Linked DNA regions of Rattus norvegicus: region 2 is linked to region 1. A link is a contact called in public Hi-C data. All regions are on one chromosome and are shown on one strand. The core of a region is the stretch at or near the end of the contact, and the rest is flanking DNA. Distances in the headings are between cores, read along the strand shown.

Region 1 (2,760 bases), core at 5-2,504:
CCCTGAACAAAAGGAGTCTTCGGAACCCACCTCTCAGCTGGGGGTGTGATTGCTACAGTCCGCAAAATTTCCAGGAAATGGAGGACCTCTTCAGCATCAACACCGCCCCCTACCCCTCCCAGCCCCCACCTCCACCCCACCCAGTCTCTCTGGACCCTTTAACACCTGGATTTATTTTTCCCCAGAGCCCTCATGAGGGAAGTCCGCTGTGATTGGTTGTGGCTTGAAGTACATGATATTTGGGGAGGCAAACATCTGCCCGAAGGGTCTAACGCTGGCCTTTCTGCCTAAAGATCTCCTTGTTTTGGATTTTTCACCCCGGAGACAATTTTCTCGTTAAGTGGCTAGTAATCACTTGGGATTGCTCATCCTGACCCTGGGGAGGAGCTGCTCCGCTCCCAAAATACCGTTTGAGTCATTGGGGTTTCTTTCTATCACCTTGCATAAACTTTGAATTATTCTTTGTGTTGAGAAGATTATTATTAAGAAACACGCCCTCGAGCGGTCTGTACTTGCCTTCCCGGCTTCATTCGGCAGGCTGTGCTGCACAAGGGCGGCTGCCCAGGTGCTCCCCAAGGATTGCCCGCGTGGCCCAGATGCTAAGACCCCAGGGCGGGGCTGTCCCAGACTCAGCCTACTGGAGTCCAGCCACTCAAGAGCTCAGGCTGCCTTCCTATCCTGTCATCCCTGCCTGCGAAGAACCCGCGTTACATCGAACTGTTTCTTAGAGCATGATGCCAGCACCTTCCCATCCCTAGAAGAGGGGAGAGGAGGGAACACTCAGCTCTCCTCCCTCTCCCCCGATTTTAATTTTTTAAAGTGTCTTGATTGATATATAGCCCAGGCTGGTCTTGGACTCAGGGTCTTCCTTCCTCAGCCTTCCAAATGCTGGAATTACAGGTACGCACTATCACACCCAGCTGAACACACACACACACACACACACACACACACACACACACACACACACACACCCTCTCTGCTTGATAGAATAGGAACAGCGGTATTAAGGACTCAGCTGACTCTGCAGCCCGGGGCAGCGGGTTTTAACACTCTCTACCCATTCACACTTGCACGTCGAGCAGGCGTTTAAAGATGGACACTTTTACTTGGGAAGCGATTCTCCTACAAAATGCAAAGCGGTTGAAGCCTGGCCAGGTAGACGCCACAGAATTCCTCTCAAGCCCCAGCCTCTGGAGGCCCCGTTGGGACGGATAAGCGCTCTTGCGGCCCCCTCTGCTGGCCGCCGCCGCACTCTTCCAGAAGGGAGGCGCTGCAGCCTCAAGGCTGCGCCTTCCGGGGCGGTGGCCAAGCAGAAGGCTGCACAGCCAAGCCCTGGGACGGGGTTTCCAGGCATGGGATGCGAGATCCCAGCCACCGTCCTGCCATTTCCACCCAGAGAAGGCGTTTCCAACAAAAACACAGGAGCGCAACTGCAGAAAAGTTCAGCCCACGGCCCGAGTCCAGGCGCCAGCAGTGATGGACAGCCGTGTTGGACATAATTGAGTGGTTAATAGACACCCAGAGAAAGTATAATGAACCCACCGCTCTGGGGTTCTGCCTTACTATATGCCTCAAGCACCACGCGAGACATACCAAACGTTAAAAGTTATTTATCGGAACATACATTTATCTGGGTATTTAAACTATACTGCTTATTTCTACGTAGTGATGATTTTCTCTAGCCTCAGACGCCTAGACTCCATCTTGTTGGTGTTCGGTTACCTGGAACTCAAGGGCGGCTTGCTTCCAAGACTGAAACCTTATTGGTCCCCAACAGTCATGAAAACCTATTGCTGGCCAGGGACTGGCTTAGAAACGATCATGTGACATAATTCTGACCAATGAGACTTGAGGAAATCTGGCTCTTTTGGCGCCTGAGAGAAAGCTGGTTCATCAGGTGAAAGAAACACGGTTTTCTTCCTGTCTGGACTGGGATAAACATGTTATGTTTGGTGCCCTGGCAACCACTCTGCAACCAGGAGGGATGCCTGGGGGGTGACGAGAATATGAGAGAGCAGCAGAACAGAAAGATGCAACTTTTTCTGGTCGCTCCTGAACCTTCAAGGTGGCGTCTCTTAGAGGCACTGTTTCCCTCGAGGCTTCTTGTTGAGATAAATCTCTTTTGGTTCTTTTTTTTTTTTCGGAGCTGGGGACCGAACCCAGGGCCTTGCGCTTCCTAGGTAAGCGCTCTACCACTGAGCTAAATCCCCAGCCCCCGAGATAAACCTCTTAACCTTGGGTGCGCGCGCGCGCGCGCGCGCGCGTGTGTGTGTGTGTGTGTGTGTGTGTGTGTGTGTGTGTGTGTGTGTGTGTGTGTGTGTGTTGGGGGGCTCTCCTGTGAAAGCCTGTCTGTCACACACAGACCTTGGCCAACCAGCATGCAGTAGGAGGCAGAGGCTGGGTTTGACGGAGAAAGACGGTATTCCTTCCATGGCTTTTCGAGGCTGGGCAGCCTAGCTGAGACAAGCAAGTAAAAGAGTTTACTTTGGCTCCTGGTTCCAGGGAGTAAGGCTTGCCTGGCTGCCTTACTTTTCTTTTTCTTTTTTTTTTTAAGCCAGAAATCTAGAGGGAGGAAGGTTGTCCACCAGGAGAGTGAGACAAGGAGAGAAAATAGGCCTTTCAGAGGCACAACTGGGTGACCTGGTGACACCAGAGCCCCAGAGATCTCGCAACACTTCCAGCTGGGGACTGTGCCACCAACGCATTGACAGAGACAGCCGCTCTGCTTGCAAGGCGGAGGGAGGTCTCCCTGGGGCA
Region 2 (2,931 bases), core at 139-2,638, 270 kb after region 1:
GCTCTAAGGAATTTTCTCAACTAGTGATCAAGGGTAGGAGATTCCATTGTGGGTGAGGCCATCCCTGGGCTGGTGGTCCTGGGTTCTATAAGAAAGCAGGCTGAGCAAGCCATGGGGAGCAAGCCAGTAAGCAACATCCCTCCATGGCCTCTGCATCAGCTCCTGCCTCCAGGTTCGTGCCCTGTGAGTTTCTGTCGTGACTTCCTCTAGTGACAGACAGTGATGTGGAAGTGTAAGCTGAATAAACTTCCTCCCCAAGTTGCTTGTTGGCCATGGTGTTTAGTCCCAACCACAGAAACCCTGACTAAGACACTGCCCACAAGCACCTGCTTCCATTGAACCCATGCACACAGTCACTGGCTGCATGGCTTATTGTTCAGTGCTAGCGATGGCACCTAATCATAAGTTCTAGAATATTCAAAGAGCAGAAAAAGAAGAGGGTCTCCTGTGTGTCCCTTTGCTCTGTGAAGCTGAGAGTTTACAGAAAGCAGGGTGTTGTGCATTCCTCACAATGTCTGAGGAAGCCCTCGCTTGTTACTGAACAGTTTTGTCTGTGTTCCGAAAGCTTCTAGGGGATCTAGCAGGCCTCAGTCGCCCGCTGCAGGAAGCCAGGAAGCGGGTGCTGGAATTGTCACCAATGAGTGTCGTGGATGGTTTTGCAATGTCTGGGTTTGCCTGTTCCTCTGTGGAGGGGAGGTGGGCTCACAGCCTGGTGTGCCTCTCTCTCCTTCTCTCTCTTCTTTGCCCTCTGTCACTTCCTCCCTTTCCCCTCCTTCTTCCCCTTCCTCACTCTACTTGGGAGTTCTGGTGGCCCTGAGCTAGGTCCCACCCCGTGTTCTAGAGTAGCTTGTCCAGGAGCAGCTGGACACTAGGCTTCTTCAAAGGTCCCAGAGTGGTTCACACCTGTAATTGTGGCAGTCAGGAGACAGAGGTAGGAAGGCCAGGAGTTCAAGGTTAGTCTTGGTCGCATACGAAGTTTGAGGCTGACATGAATGAAGTTTCAGAAAACCAAAATTGTGGGCTGGTGAGATGTTTCAGTAAGTAAAGGTCCCTTGGTGCCAAGACTGATGACTCGAGAGAGTTCTACACCTGGGAACCACGTGACAGAAGAAGGGCTCCTAAGTTGGGCATAGAGCAAACACCTTCAACCCCAGTGCAGGGGAGGCAGAGGCAGGTGGAGCTCTGTGATTTCAAGGCTAGCCTGGTCTACCCAGTGAGTTCCAGGACAGCCAGAGCTGAAGGGAAAAGGTGCCCCCACACATTCCTTCTTTAACCCTCCCGAGGGAATTCTAACGCCCAGCCAAGCTAGCAGATCATTGTGGCTTATAGACACAAGGACTCTTGAGAGCTGAGGTGATCAGAAGCCCTTGGTCAGGCAGCTTTTACTGGCTGGGAGCTCCCTCCAGGGGCCAGGAAGAGCAGGTCGCTGAAAGAACAGAGTGAGAGAGAAACAGAGGGGCCTGTGCGGAACTGGGGAGCCCTCCTGAGGTGGGGCCACCTTTTCCATTCAGCAGCTCCTCTGACCCCGTGCACTGCCTGCTGCCTATTCATTCCTTATGTGACCAAGACTGCTCCACACATCACCGCTGCTGCCAGCCTCACGGGTTACAGTCCCCAGTTATAACTGTTTAAGGATTAAGAGCTGTGGCCTTTGTTGGAGTAGGTGTGGCCTTGTAGGAGGAAGTGTGTCACTGGGGGTGGTGGAGGAGTTGGGGTGGGGTGGAGGCAGGGCTGGAATTTGAAGTTTCTTTTTAAAAATTTTTTTAGATATATATATATATATATATATATATATATATATATATATATATATATATATATATATATATATATGGTGTGTCTTAAGACACAACACACAACAGAAGAAGGCATCAGACCTCATTAATGAATTACAGACAGTTATGAGCCACCACATGGTCACTGGGATTTGAACTCAGGACCTCTGGAAGATCAGTCAGTGCTCTTAACCACTGAACCATCTCTCCAGCCCGGAATTTGAAGTTTCAAAAGCCCATGGTGCTCCCCCTGCCCCCTATTTGTAGATAAGAATGTAAGCTTGGGGCTAGACAGATAGCTCAGTGGTTAAGAACTCTGTCAGCTCTTCCACAGGACAGGGGTTCAATCCCCAGCACCCACATGGCACAGACTGTAACTCCAAGATCCCACACTCCCACACAGACATACATGAGGGCAAAATACCGATGCACATTGAAAAAAAAAAGTGTGTAAGCTCTTAGCTGCTGCTCTAGCACCACCCTGCTCACAGACCTGGCTGCCGCTACGTTCCCTGCTGAGAAGAAGGCCTGAGAAGGCCGTGGGCTGTAAACCTCCGGAGACCCTAATTAAATGCTGACTTTTAAACCTTGCTTTCGTCAGGGTGTTCTGTCACGGCAATGGAAAAGGAACTGAGACAGTTGGGAAACCCTGCAGAGTGGTTACCTGAGGCCCACTGTAGATTCTGTGTAAGCAGACGAATCAGCTTCCACAACAGTCGTGTGTGGGGCCTCACGAACTGTGTCATGGCAGACAGCCGTGCTCCCTCCACGAAGCCCTCAGGTCACCTGGCAGTGACTGTGCCTTGTTCTCTCTCTGGTGGGATTTCTTTTTTTTTTTTTTTTTACAGGTAAAGTCAAAGTTTATTCACATAAAGTTTAATTAGTCAAGTTAATGAAAATATTAAAAATTTTGAGTTAGTTATGGCATCAGAAATTTAACTTTTGTTGCAAATAATACAGTATTTGGTGTTTCTGTCAAGATGCTATGCTGCTGAGAGAGCAATTGCATTAAATCTTAACTCATCAGGGTCGCGCTCCATGAACTTCTTGCAGACTTCTATGGCATCCTCTAACAATGTCTCATCACTAGTTTTCCCATGGTTAATTGGAAACGGTTTCCGTCCATCTAATTCATAGAGATGCCCATCTACATGAA

Evidence for each region. A called contact is a pair of places that touch in the nucleus more often than the background predicts.
Region 2: a Hi-C map of the A7r5 cell line shows a contact between it and region 1, with 7 times the contacts expected there. The contact joins two enhancer-like sites. A contact is called at or near these places in 11 of 12 Hi-C or Micro-C datasets (the A7r5 cell line, Schwann cells, frontal cortex and 6 more).

What each region holds. Positions count from the first base shown.
Region 1 is chr3:182,006,292-182,009,051 of GRCr8, forward strand. No RefSeq gene overlaps it. Among named protein-coding and RNA genes, the nearest start is that of Bmp7, 130 kb to the right of the region's middle. Within about 2 kb of position 1,255, at least 3 of the 93 cell types and tissues checked have an H3K27ac peak or open chromatin away from gene starts, as enhancers often do. A contact at or near this core is called in the A7r5 cell line, where this site is marked.
Region 2 is chr3:182,272,668-182,275,598 of GRCr8, forward strand. It overlaps the pseudogene Uchl3-ps1. Among named protein-coding and RNA genes, the nearest start is that of Ctcfl1, 35 kb to the right of the region's middle. Within about 2 kb of position 1,389, at least 2 of the 93 cell types and tissues checked have an H3K27ac peak or open chromatin away from gene starts, as enhancers often do. A contact at or near this core is called in the A7r5 cell line, where this site is marked.